2 separate regions of the Rattus norvegicus genome follow, and region 1 is linked to region 2. The links are chromatin contacts, called in public Hi-C maps. All regions are on one chromosome and are shown on one strand. The core of a region is the stretch at or near the end of the contact, and the rest is flanking DNA. Distances in the headings are between cores, read along the strand shown.

Evidence for each region. A called contact is a pair of places that touch in the nucleus more often than the background predicts.
Region 1: a Hi-C map of psoas muscle shows a contact between it and region 2, with 5 times the contacts expected there. The contact joins two enhancer-like sites. A contact is called at or near these places in 4 of 12 Hi-C or Micro-C datasets (kidney, liver, mammary epithelial cells and 1 more).

Annotation. Positions count from the first base shown.
Region 1 is chr8:78,466,550-78,473,072 of GRCr8, forward strand. The region is part of intron 1 of Rora (RAR-related orphan receptor A); the gene reads left to right. Among named protein-coding and RNA genes, the nearest start is that of Rora, 290 kb to the left of the region's middle. Within about 2 kb of position 3,497, at least 41 of the 93 cell types and tissues checked have an H3K27ac peak or open chromatin away from gene starts, as enhancers often do.
Region 2 is chr8:77,550,172-77,556,875 of GRCr8, forward strand. No RefSeq gene overlaps it. Among named protein-coding and RNA genes, the nearest start is that of Vps13c, 190 kb to the left of the region's middle. Within about 2 kb of position 1,265, at least 9 of the 93 cell types and tissues checked have an H3K27ac peak or open chromatin away from gene starts, as enhancers often do.

The DNA.
Region 1 (6,523 bases), core at 2,247-4,746, 920 kb after region 2:
GTCAGATTAAGTTGTAGACAAGCTGGTGAGACATTTTCTTAATTGGTGACTGATGGATGAGTATCCAGCCAATTATCGATGTTGCCGTCCCTATGTTGGTGGTCCTGGGTTCCATGAGAAATCAGGCTGAGCATGCCATGAGGTACAAGCCAGTAAGCAGCATCCCTTCCTGGCTTCCACATCAGCTCCTGCCTCTAGGCTCCTGCCCTGTTTCCTGATTTCCTGAGTGATCGGGAAGTACAAGCCAAATAAACCCTTTCCTTCCCACCTTGCCTTTTGGTCATTGTGTTTCATCAAAGCAATAGGAAGGCTAACTAAAAACTCCCCTCCTCCATTCTGAGATGCATCTTGTTACTTTACACATTGCTGGGACAAAAATATCCAACTCAAGGAAGATAAAAAAGGAAGTGTTTATTTTGGGTCGCAGTTTGAAGAACTAGTCCATGGTGGCTGAAACATGCAATAGATGGTCATACTGCAGTCAGTCAGGAGACGCTGGCATTCAGATTGCGTTTTCCATTTGATGTGGCCTGGGGTCCCAACCTGCGGAAGGCTATCTTCCCACCTCTATTAACCTAATTGAGATAATCCCTCACAGACATAGCCAGAGGCCAGCTCCCTAGGTGATTCTAGATTCTGTCAAATTGACAATCAATAGTCACCATCTCAGGGTATGTTCAGCTCTTTTGAGAAACCGTGGGCCAGAACAAACTAACTGAAAATCCTGCTCCGTCACTTCTTTCCCTTTGAACCTCCCATTCCTGTTTGTCCCTCACCAGAGGACGGCAGGATACTACCCCTGCTGTGGGGTTCACCGAGCATAATGAACCACCAAGGAATGATATCCTGGACCACCTTTGCTATTGAATGAGTTTCTACATACATTATCTTGCTTGGTCCGTACCATGAACCCCCAAAGCACGATACTTTGTGTCATGTTAGTATAAACATCAACCTCCCTGCTTTACTGACGGCATCCGGGATAATTTGAGTGGCCACTTCATTCTCTCAAAGTCCTGCACATGATAGTGTGGGTTGGCCCTGCAGCTTTAGGCCACGTGATCTGGTTCAGACCTCTTCCAGTTGCACCTTCTGCCAGACACTGTTGTGTTAGAATAACCCAAGTGGAAGTTTAGACAGTTGGAGGAGTCATTTCCAAGGGTGTATTCTAAGGAACAAACCACACCTTTCAATCAAATGAGGATGAAGGCTTTCATGCCAAGATTAGGGCCTTATGAGACGAACAATAATGATTGCTCAGAGAAAGATAACTCTTCAGTGATAGCCATGATTCAGTGCTGTGCTGACTTCTAGGGGGAAAAAAAAATCAAATTCCTACACTGGCTATCTGGACAGCAGTAGACTCAGCAAAAGGTCAAGTGGTGGAGGAGGGGCAGTCTGGGTATTCCTGAGTTCAGATTCCAGTTTTGCCACTTGGCAGCTATGTGCCTCAGTTTCTATGGGTCTGTCCTAATGAAATATTCTTCATAAAGCAATTAGGACAAACTAAGGCAGTCTAGACTGAGCATTCTATAGGGTGCCTGGCCCACAGTCAGTAAATACTTGCAATCCGCCCCCCCCAAAAAAACAACTCCCCTGCAAGAGCCAAAGCTTATGGTGGAAATACTTTCTATGTGTGGACATGACGTCATTTGGTTGGTTTCAGATGTGTGATTCTTGGCATCTGGAGTTTTTAGCATTGTCTCCCGCTCCACCAAAATGCCCGTCTTGCATATTTCACCATTATTGATTATCGATTATCTTTACTAACATAAGAGGCATTCATTCTTTATTCTTATCTTTTTTGGAGGCATTTAATTCTTTGCACAAGAAACAGATGACTTTTAAGACAAGGACCCAGGCAGTGCCCCTTGCTGAAGTAGAAGAGACCTGGTGGGGCACCCTACATAGTTTCCAGTGGGGACTGATTGGAGTGGATTAATTTTCCATCACTTTGACAAAGAGTTTATCTCAGTTTACCATTCCAAAAGGGGGGTTCATAATGGCAGGGGCGCCTGGCAGCAGCAACTGAAGAAGGAAGTTGAGAGATCACATCTTTGACTGCAAACTCGAATCGAAGAAATTGAACTGGAGGTGTGCATGGGGCGTGGGGATAGGAACTCCTCGAAGCCCACCTCTGACAATGGACTTCCTCCAGCAAGGCTATACCACCTCCCCAAGCAGTGCCACCCGCCGGAGCCCAAGCCTTTACATACTCACACCTCTGAGCACCAGTTTCCCTTCCATCCACAGCAGTCGGGGTGCTGTCTTCTGCACTGCGAATGCTCTTCTGCACAGACTGAGACCATTACAGACAGATTACCAGACTAGGCTTCTCCACTGTGGGCAAAAGAGAGGACCAGCTTTTCAATGAGGAAGAAGACCTGAGAGATGTGTGGGCTCTCTCTCTCTCTCTCTTTCTCTCTCTCTCTCTCTCTCTCTCTCTCTCTCTCTCTCTCTCTCTCTCTCTCTCTCTCTCTCTCTCTCTCTCCATCATCCTGGTGAGTTACAGAGAGACACACCTTGGTGCCAAGAATGACACCAGGTCTCTCCATCAGAACAGCCCCCCACGTTGCCTCACACCAGGCTGAGACCTTGTTCTGAGACTTTGTTCCAATGAAGCAAGAACTGTTTGTAAGCAGCCAGGAGGAGGTGGAGGGAATGATACAGCTTTGGGCATGGCTCTCCCCTTGACCCAGAGGGGCTCCCTGGAGTGATGAATGCCAGAGTAGCTACATCAGATAGGCTTGGATCCTGCATAATTACATCTCTGTGGAACTTTACAGAGGGACTCTGATTCTTCTCTCACACACATTTCTCTGCGGCTGGTATTTCCATGGTGACTCTTGAGGCCCAGTAGCCACAGAGCATGCATATTGTATGGGGAGGCTCTTCATCAGCAATGCCAACCTTGCTTTGCCCAACTCCAAGGGACTCGGGTTAAGAATCACTCTGTGATCACCTCTTGCCATCCATCGCAGACAAGAGCAATCTTCCACAGAGGCAAAGATGAGTAACTTCTGGGAAGAGTGCATCCCTTCATTCTCCAAGGGCTGCGCTTTGAGGATAGCTGTGTGTAGCATCTAGCAGCACAGCCTACCCTGCTCCAGCAGGGGAGGATAAAGCTACCAGTTTGAGTCTGATGTTTTATTTATCCATACTGGTAACTTTATGTAGGGGGTATTTCTCTGTTTGGGCCTCAAGGCTGGTTGCGCAAAAGGCGGGGAAACATTAATAAGTAATAGACAGAGAGGGGCTGTCCATTTATAGTCTTCCAGAGATGACCTGGTTTCCATTCCAATGGGAGCGTTAGTGTTGTTTGAGAGTGAGAGGCGTCAGTAGAGGCTTGCACTGGTGCATTTGGGGATAACCAGGAGGGACACCTGCTTGGGCTATTTTTAGAATAAAAATTAAGAAACCTCAGGCAGCCCCAGGGGCCCTCCCCAGTTGGCAGTGCACACACTGTGAGCCCGAATAGCCCGTTTTTCCTGGGGTTGCGTGGGATCACTGTGTTCCTTTCTGTTTGCCTCCAGTGTCTGGTTATTATTAAACCACCCTTTGTGAGAGATTAACTCTGGCTTCCCTCCCAGTGAGGAGATGTCTACGCAGAGCCAGAGCAGGCGGCCAATGGCAGGCACATGGGTTATTTGGTGTCGTACAGGAACAAACAACTGGTTGACAAGCCAGTTCTTCACTTTCTGATGGCTTCCCTTGGCGTGGAAACAAGCTTCCCGTAGCACATGGTATAAATGTTTCCCGATCCTGCCTGCCTTCATTCATTCAGAAAGTATTTCCTAAGGGCCCCCTGTGGGATTTATTATTTCTAAAATGGGGATAATCGTGGTACCTATTGCATAGAATTATGTGGATTAAATGAGCTAATAATGTGTTAAGGATTTAGAACAGTGCCTGGCACATAGTTAGGGCTCAGTCAAGTCAAGCTTGGCTGTGCAATTAAAGGGCTCTTTTTGTTGTTGTTCTAGGTGAGAAATGGTCAGTGCAGCCAGCAGCGTAGAAAGAAAGATAGTTTCTGTAGCAAAGCAGGGAACTGAGTGTGTGTGTGTGTGTGTGTGTGTGTGTGTGTGTGTGTGTGTGTGTGTGTGTATTCAAATTAGTCTGGAAACAGGCCTTATTTTTTGAGCCAGAGTACCTCCCTAGCCTGGACTTTCTCTACTAGGCTATACTTGCTAACCAGCAGGCCCCAGAGATCCCACTCTTGGACTCTCCAGTGCTAAGATTACAGGCAATCCAAGCACATGCTTGGCTTTTAAATGTGGGTTATGGTTTTGGTGTGGGGGGGCAGTCGGTGTTGTGGTTTGGTTTGGTTTTTCAAGACAGGATTTCTGTGTGTAGCCTTGGCTATCCTAGAACTCACTCTGTAGACCAGACTGGTCTCGAACTCAGAGATCTGCCTGTCTCTGCATCCGGAGCACCACCACTGCCGGGCTAATCCTCATGATTTTAAGGCAAGCACTTTACTGACTGCCCCATCTCCCCAGTCCAAGGGATTCATTGTAATGGGGCTAAACCTACAGACTTATATCGTAATACCATGGTTCACAGAGTGGAGTTCTTTGAATAGTCCTATCAGCATCATCTGAGAACGAAATATAAATTCTGTATCCTTGCCCAAGGATTTCAAGTCAGATATTTCAGAGTTTGGACTAGCAATATGTGTTTGCATAAAGCCTCTGAGACTCTCTGATCCTTGCTAAGTTTGAAAGTAGCTGGCTAGCCTCCTGAAGGGCACTAAGAAGAAAAACTTTAGCAATGTCTGCCTCATGACCTCTACTGTATTTAACATCTACTAGTCCAGTAGGAGGCAGGCTCCGGACAGTACCTCCCGTGTAAGGCAGGCAACAGCCTTGTTAACTGCCAGGGACCTTGTTAGTGCAGGCCCAGGCTGCTTACTGAGCAAAGCCAAGCCAAACCTCAGCTCTCTCCTGGCTTACTGCCAACAGGGTACCACAGCCCACCACTGCCATCCATATGCTAAGGAGCCAGAACTGAGGCTGTGCTAAGTGGGTTTTTTTTTTCCAGAACAACTGTGAGCTGCAGGGCTCCAGGGCACCTCTCATCACGTTGAGAAACGGGGGAGGCCAGCCTCTCCGGGTCCTTTCTAAGCAGATGCACATCTGGTTTGTGTGAGTCTGCCTGTACCCACCCAAAGACAGCCCATGGCCAACAGAATGTATCACACCAGCGCCTCCGAAAAGCTTGTTGCCGGCCTGGCTTTTATTACTGATGTGCAGCCACCTCTGCGATGGGACTCCACAGTTGGAGAGAATTTGAGAACATCCGTCTAGATTTTCCGACTTCACCCGTTTGCCCGGTAGTACAAATTTGTATGCTCCGGAATGGTGGGAAATAAGGAGAACCTATCTCCCCATGCCTACCTACCAGCAGCCCTTCCCTGAGGAACATTCCAGAAGGACAACCGCCATTGTTCCTACAAATGCCTACTGTTCAGGATAGAGTGTTCTATGTCCATAGGAGAGTACCAACCAGATGTGGAGTCAGAGATCAAGACATACGTGTGGATGCCTCTTGAGAGAGGAGGAGGCTGGTTTGTGTTCCAGGCCTGGAAGGTGGGACAGCAGAATCTCAGGAGACAGAGAAAGGGTGTCTTAAGTAATGGGGGATGGAAAAAGTACAAGAGAGGGGACAGTGCTCAAAGGGAGGAGTGAGCGATTCATCTAAATCACCCAGAGCCTAGACCATAGCAGAGTAAGGGAGGACATCGCCTCTTTAAGAATAGGACTGGATGCTTTCTCCACGACAAGAGGTACAAACAGCATTTCTATGGGAGCTAGGAGGAAGTCTGATGAGGAATAGTAAGGGGGTGAAAGTTGTAGCTGTTGCTGTTAGATATCCTTAGTGGGAGTCTTGCTCAGAGACACAACTCCAGGAAGCAGCAGAAACAAAGGAAGAGCTAGGAAGTCAGTGTCTACAAGTCCATGACTGTGAGAGGTGGGAGGAAGCCAATGGGTAAGGAAGGAAATGTTCAAATGAAAAGTTGCATGACAGAGAAAGCATCAAAACTCTCCAGTGGGGTTGTCTTGCATTCACAAAGCACAAGGTCGAATACACTGGGTAGAATGTCATCATATGCCTGTTCCCAGCACCTGGCAGGTAGAAGTAGGATCAAGAGCTCAAGGGCATCCTCAATACATATCGAGCTGGAGGCTAGCCTGGGCTACATGAAACTATTTCAAAACAGACAGACAAACAACTCTCTGGAGCTTTGGGGAAAGCAGGACTGGCCACTAAGTGAATTTTGCTGTAGCTCTGGTTCACAGTCCTGGAGACTTATCAGAGGAGACATTTGTCTCCCATCAGGCAAACACCAGAGGTCCTCAGTATTACATACCAGCCGGGCTAAGAGCATCTAACCATTCCAGGGAGTCTTGGCATGGGATTGAGCCATGGGCTTGGTTCTGAGTCACAAGAGTCCGAACCACCTACTGAGTCATTTGCAAAAGCTGTCTTTTCCTGCGTGGTTTCCCAACCGGTTACCCACCCC
Region 2 (6,704 bases), core at 15-2,514:
ATCTGTGCCTATTCAGCCTTAATAGTAAAGATAAAATAATAATAATAATAATAATAATAATAATACCTGATTTGTCCTTAGAGGTAAATGATACTATGTGTACAGTATTGGGGGGGGGTAATGAACCAAGTAGAGGGTAGCTAGTAACTAAGTTATAGTAACTAAGTGCTAGTACTCTTTGTGTTTGTAAATATTTGACCCAGCATTCATGTTAAAGAGCTACGTTTAAATATTGTAATTACAGTTACTATGTTGTATTGGTATCCAAAAGGCCAAATAAACTACTTGCAACAGGCATGTTAAAAACAAATGATAAGAACCCTCACATGCTGCTTCAAACGATTCCACCCGCTCCCGTGTATGTGTGTGTATTTGTTTGTGTGTGTGCCCATGTGTGGTGCATGTAGAGACCAGAGATCAATGTTGGTGTCTTCCTTTAGTCTCTGGTCCCTCCTTTTAGAGACAGGGCCTCTTAGTGAACCCAGAGCTCACAGGTTGAGCTACACTGACTGACCAGATGGGTTTAGAGCGCCTTCTGCCAGAGCTGGGATTACAGGTGAGCAACGGATGTGCCTGGCCTTTTAATGGGTGCTGAGTCCAAACTCAGATCCTTACCAATCTCTTTGATTCCGATAATTCTGTTTTAACCGGCACCTTCTACATGCAAGTGTAGGCCCCTTCCTGATCACACACATCTTCTTGAGGGATTTCTGGAATCCACTGTATGTATTACAGAATGGATTTTTAAAAAGGAACTAATAAAAAAAGGATTTTATATTTTGAAGGGACCAAGCATTTTGCAAATGAAACGAGACACTTAAAAAAAGACACTATTTGTTTTGGGTTTTAGACATCCTTTTGGGGAAGTTCTGCCTGACTTTGCTGCCCAGCCTCGGAAATTCCAGGATCTAGGAGAACCACGTGTGGAACACATCAAGGGAGAAAGACTTCCCAAAGCATCAAACTATATTGTTTTTCTTGGAGGTTGGAACGAGCTGCTGCTCGGAAAATTTTCCAAGGTTTCTGCAACTTGTTACACATCCAAGGTCATTTCCTGGCCCGGACTGTCCAAGGCCCCCGCAGCCTGCGCCACCAGCCAACGTGGAAGCAGCCTTGTGCAGGGGCCCTGCAGTCCGGGGTTGGGGGGTGGGGATGGCGGGGGCGCAGGGAGGGGAAGAAACCTGGAAGGAAACCCCACAGGGCCTGAGTTGTTTTGGTGCTTTTCTTTGTCCACTCCGAACTGTCTTTCCCTGATACTCCACTAGAGGGCACACGCCACCAACTGTGCGTGCTCTCTGAAGAAGATCTGATACCCAGACCTACAGGACAGGTCCTGGCATCTCAGGGGGATTTGGGTGGCATCCTGGGGTGCAGGCTTCCTCGGAAGTAGCTCTCAAGATTTCCTGGAAAGAATCAGGACTGTGGCATCCCTACTTTGCCGGGATCTGAGGTCAGGACATTGGCGTTTTTAATTTATTTGTAAATGTAGGGTACAAAGTAACATACAGTTTGCATTGTCTCTTCCATCTCTGGTCCCCACCCTCCCTCAGCTCCACTCCTGCTTATACTAGTCCTCCCCTACTAGTCCTCCATCCACTTCCGGCCTTTAGAACCGGCCTTCCTGCTACAGTCTCATTTCCTTTTGAAATGGTGCTTTGGGGATGAATTATGATGAACACTGGGATTTGGGGACATTTCCTGAAGGGGAAGTATCCACCCTGCCCAGAACATACATCTTTATGGTCGAAATAGTGGGTTTATTTGAAGGTAGAGCTTTAGTAAGCTCAGAGCTGATGATGCCTAAGTCCCTGTTGAATTGTAACTGGCTGGCCATTGGCTGGGATAGTCACACTGTACCAGGCTCTCCTACTCCAACCTGAAGGTGGTTGTGAGGTGTCCTGCTCCCCCTAACTCAGGCGTGCCCCTTCTGCTTTCTCCTGCTCTGGTTTTCAGGGCCCTGACTTTGAACGACTGCCGGACGTGAATCATGTCTGACACTGAAACATTTGACAGGCACCATGGGGTGTCCTGTCCCATTCCCGCTGACTCTAAAGACCCCACTGTGCTCCTGCACATGTTAGACCCTTTGCTTCTGCTGCCTTTGAAGCACAGGCAGGGATCATGACTCCTGGCTCTCCCACTTCACAGAGAGGATGATGAGACCCAGAGCGAGGGTGTGCTGAAGTTTAAGACTTGATCTCAGGTCACCTGATCAAGAGGCACGGCTCATGACTGTTTCCTACAGTCCTTTACTGAAGTAGGAACTTGGGTTTGACTTTAGAGAAAACCTGACCCTATGACCTTCAAGCTCCAGCATGGGGCTCTCAGGAAACCTCGCCCCTCCTTCCTAATGCTCTTCATAAAATGGAACACGGCTTGTTTGGGTGGGTTGGAGTGCCCTTCGAGGAGGCATGTGCTGGGCATACTCGAGGACGGCTTCTAATCACACAGTTTTACAAAACAAAAGCACCCAGAAATCCAGGATGTTCGTGTCCCATGTATAAATCTGGGGCATTCCAAGTCCAATTGACACCTAGACAGCCTTTGAGGAGGTGCCCATGTCTCTTAGGGACTTTAACTGTCTGGTTGGATGTCTCATTGTCTCCCCTCTTTAGCTCTGTACCGAGCATGCTGTCCTTTCATTAGCCACACGATGGCACAGCAACTTAAGTTTCTGGCTGACACTTTGTCTCAGGACTGGGAGGGCCTGCAGCTCAGTTCAAAGGGAGCAGAATGGGGCAAGGGAGACTCGGCCCTGGACTTTGTGAACACTCTTAGTTTTGGTGTGAGGAGGTAGGGCGGCGAAGGACTGCTGGATTCTGAAGAAGTAGGAGGGGTTGTACTGAGGATGCTTGACAGGTGAAAATCAAACGTACCACATAGCCCATTAGCAGGTGCAGGGCAGGCTCTGTCCTGTTAAGTATAAAAGTACTGTCTCTTCCCACCTCTAGCTGACTTTTTCTCCCTTCCTCCCTCCTTTTCTTTTCAAAATAGTTATTTGAAATTGTGTGTGTGTGTGTGTGTGTGTGTGTGTGTGTGTATGTGTGTGTGTGTGTGTGTGTGTGTGTTGGGGCATATGTGGATGTGAGTGTGCGTGTATGTGAGTGTGTGTGTGTGAGAGTATGTGTTGGGAGGTATGTGGATGTGAGTGTGTGTGTGTGTGAGTGTGTGTGTGTGTGAGTGTGTGTGGGTGTGTGTGGGTGTGTTGGGGGTATGTGGATGTGAGTGTGTGTGTGTGTGAGTGTGTGTGTGGATGTGAGTGTGTGTGTGAGTGTGTGTGTGTGTGTGTGAGTGTGTGTTGCGGGTATGTGGATATGAGTGTGGGTACCGTTGCAGGCCACAGAAGGTGTTAGAAATGAACACCTACAAATGTCATTTATTTGTCAAATAAGGGAAGTTTTTGAGGGTTCTATTCTTATAAATCTCTTTGGTACACTATTGACCAGGTACTATTGGGAATGATGGTGACCTAGACACAGTCCTTCCTGTCTGGAGGATTGGGAAGATATGCTATCACAGCTCCATGGTGCTGAGCCTGAGGAGAAACCCTTGCTCTGGTAAGTGAGTGTGGGACAAAAATGGAGGAGGGCATGGCCTCTGGCTCGGAAAGGTTACCTGGCTGGGGCTGTGTATCCTCCGATGTGTGTGTGTTTTCACACACGGGAAACACTGAGGGAATGTGAGCTACAGAGGCACACACAGCCTTTCCCACCTCAGATGGGAGCTAAGGCACCAGCTATCTAAACTCTGGTGTGGAATTGTTCCTGGAATCTTGTACGCTGTCTGGGTCTAGTGATGAAGACACAGGGCGGGTCCGTGCTTGTGTTTGGAGGAAGGAACACCAGCCCAGGTCCTGTCTATGGGCATTAGCATGGGCCAGGCCTTCTCCGAACCCTGCTTCATCCTAGCTTTCCCCCACTTGGTTGGTGAAGGTATGTGTAGAGGAGTTCTGTGTTTAGTTCCCCCAGCCTGCATCTCTCAGGCTTTCAGTAGCAAGAAAGGACACCCAACCCAGCAGAGGCCCTCTAGGCTGAGAGCTGAGACCCACCAGGGATTGGTACCATCTCTACAGCATGGTGGATGGCGGCCTGCAGGCAGACTGACTGAGGCACACACTGTGTTCATGTTCGCTAGAGGAACAGAACTGATCGAATGGATATCTGTGCAAAGGAGCGTAACTAGATCGCCTTACGTAAACAAGCGGATGGTCCAACAACGGCCTTTGCATACTAGAGACGCTGAGACCCTCTGGTTCTTCCATGCATGAAGCCGAGTACCTCAGCAGTTCCAATCTGACTGATGGATGCAACAGACTGGATGGATCCTGGGAAGTGCTAGTCTTTAGACCATGTTGGAGGGACAAAGAAATTGGGTTCTGATGTCAGCAAAGGATGGCACTCCTATCACAACCATGGTCATTGTTGTCATCATCGTCATTGTCATCATCATCATCATCATCATCATTACCATCATCATCACCATCATCACCACCACCATCATCACCACCACCATCATCATCACCACCATCATCACCATCATCACCACCACCATCATCACCACCACCATCATCACCATCAGCAGCAGCAGCAGCAGCAGCAGCAGCAGCAGCAGCAGCAACATCATCATCGGCAGTGGCGGCAGCAGCAGCAGATGGTGGACACACTCATTATTTAGAAGTGAAGGCAGGCAGGTAAGAAATACTGCCTTTTCCTTGAACCTCTTTGTATCCAGGCTGCCACTGGAAATTGCTATGCCCTATGGGGAAGAGTCTTCTCCCCTCAGCCCGTCCTTTTCTAGAAATGACCCCACAGTCATTCACAGTAGTGTGTCTCTCAGCTGATTCAAGATCCAGTCAGACTGAGAAGATTAATGTCGTGCACAAAGGGAGCCTCCATGATGATCTGCTTGGGGCACCTGGTAAGCACTCAGCAGCCCTACCCCAGAGAGAGGTGCCCTCCAGTGGGTGAGTCCACTTCTCAGGGTCTTCCTCCGTCTCATAGTCTGCAAAGTTTGAAGACAATGATGGCTGCCTCCCTAGATGAATTCTGTCAGTGGCTCCAGCTGGGGTGTCCAACATAAATCCATGGTGAAGACAGGTTGTCCACAGGACCCAGTCTGCCCTACGGTACCTGCTCAGGAGTCCCCAGGGACGTCTGGCTTCAATCTTCTCTCAGATGAGAAGTTGTCTGTGTTTAGACACATCTATCCTCTTCATGGACAGGATAATTCCTTTGCAGGGTCGGGCTGATATAGAGGCTGTGGAGTCCTAGCTCTGCAGACGTCTTCCCTGGTCATCCCTGGCTCGGCCACAGTAGGCTCTGCACAGCATCCCTAAGTCTTCCTGACTACCGCCAGGTTCCTCAATCTCCACGAGGTGGCTGTGGAGCTGAACAGACAAGGCAGCTGTCAGGGTAGATAGACCTTGCATGAAATCCCTGTCTCTTAAGCCACAGAATGTTTTTACAGAGCTTGTAGGTTTGGATAAAGAAATTTCTGGGTACTGGAGCAGAGCCAGGAAGCCTAAAACCCCTGCCTTCTTCTGTACCATTTCTTTGGGAGGGTCTAGGATGTCTGTGGACCATTCTCTGGGTTCTCTGTGGGAGCTCCTGTTAGGGACATCCCTCCTAGTCTTCTCTCTGCAGCCACGGTCAGCAAGAGGCCTCCTGCTTCTACATGTCTAAAGCATTTGGGCAGGACAGCAGTAGCGGAATATGGCTGAATCTTTAAGAAGCTTACAGGACAGTGGGGGAAACTGACCAGAGATGAGGCTTCATCCTGCATCTAAAAACCAGTATTTTCTGGGTCTCTAAGTTGCACAAAAACCTAGCATCCTCATTAGGTCCAACCAAACCTCACCTCTTCAACAAGGCTTTATTGAGTACGTCCTACATTCTGAGAGCTGAGCTGAGTCAATAGAGAAAGTGTAGTCAAGCAAGGTCGTTTGTCCCATAGAGCTTTGAGCATCCCGGAGAAGAGAGGGTAGGTGACACTTCACCAATGTCCAAATGGCAATCCTTCCATGCCTACAGTCCCTGTGTGCAGGGCATGCTGGGAGCCTGGGTTTGGAATTGCACCTGTCAGTCCTTGTGTGCAGGGCATGCTGGGAGCCTGGGTTTGGATGTGCACCTGTCTTCCTGCTATTCACATCCTTTCCCCACAGTGACACTGCTCTACTGGAACAAAGTTCTCTGTCCTTACTTTCAAATGCTTTTACTGTTTGTTTTTAAAATAGTAATGTAGCGAAATTGTGTACACTGAGCCTTGCCAGGCACAGCATGACCTGGTAGGAAGGTCACCTCCACAGGGCCTCCAGAGAGCTTGCCTTTATCCAAGGAAGTTACCCATTGTTTGCTTTCTGTCGTGTTTTGTTAGAGTCTCACAGTGTTGCCTATGCTGACCTGGAACTACTGAACTCCAATAATCCTCCTGCCTCAGCCTCCCAAGGAGCTGGGATTATGAGTGTGTGCTGCTATGTCTAGCAAGGAATTATATGCTATTTTCCTTTTCACATTTGTGATGTTGGAAATGGAAGCCAGGGCCTTTGTCTGCTAAGCAGATACGCTACCACTGAATTGAGCCTACCCCTCAGGCTTTCTCCCGTGTGTGTGTGTGTGTGTGTGTGTGTGTGTGTGTGTGTGTGTGTGTGTACATTGGTGGCTGTATACATGTTTGTATGTGTATGGGCACATATGTGTACATGCATG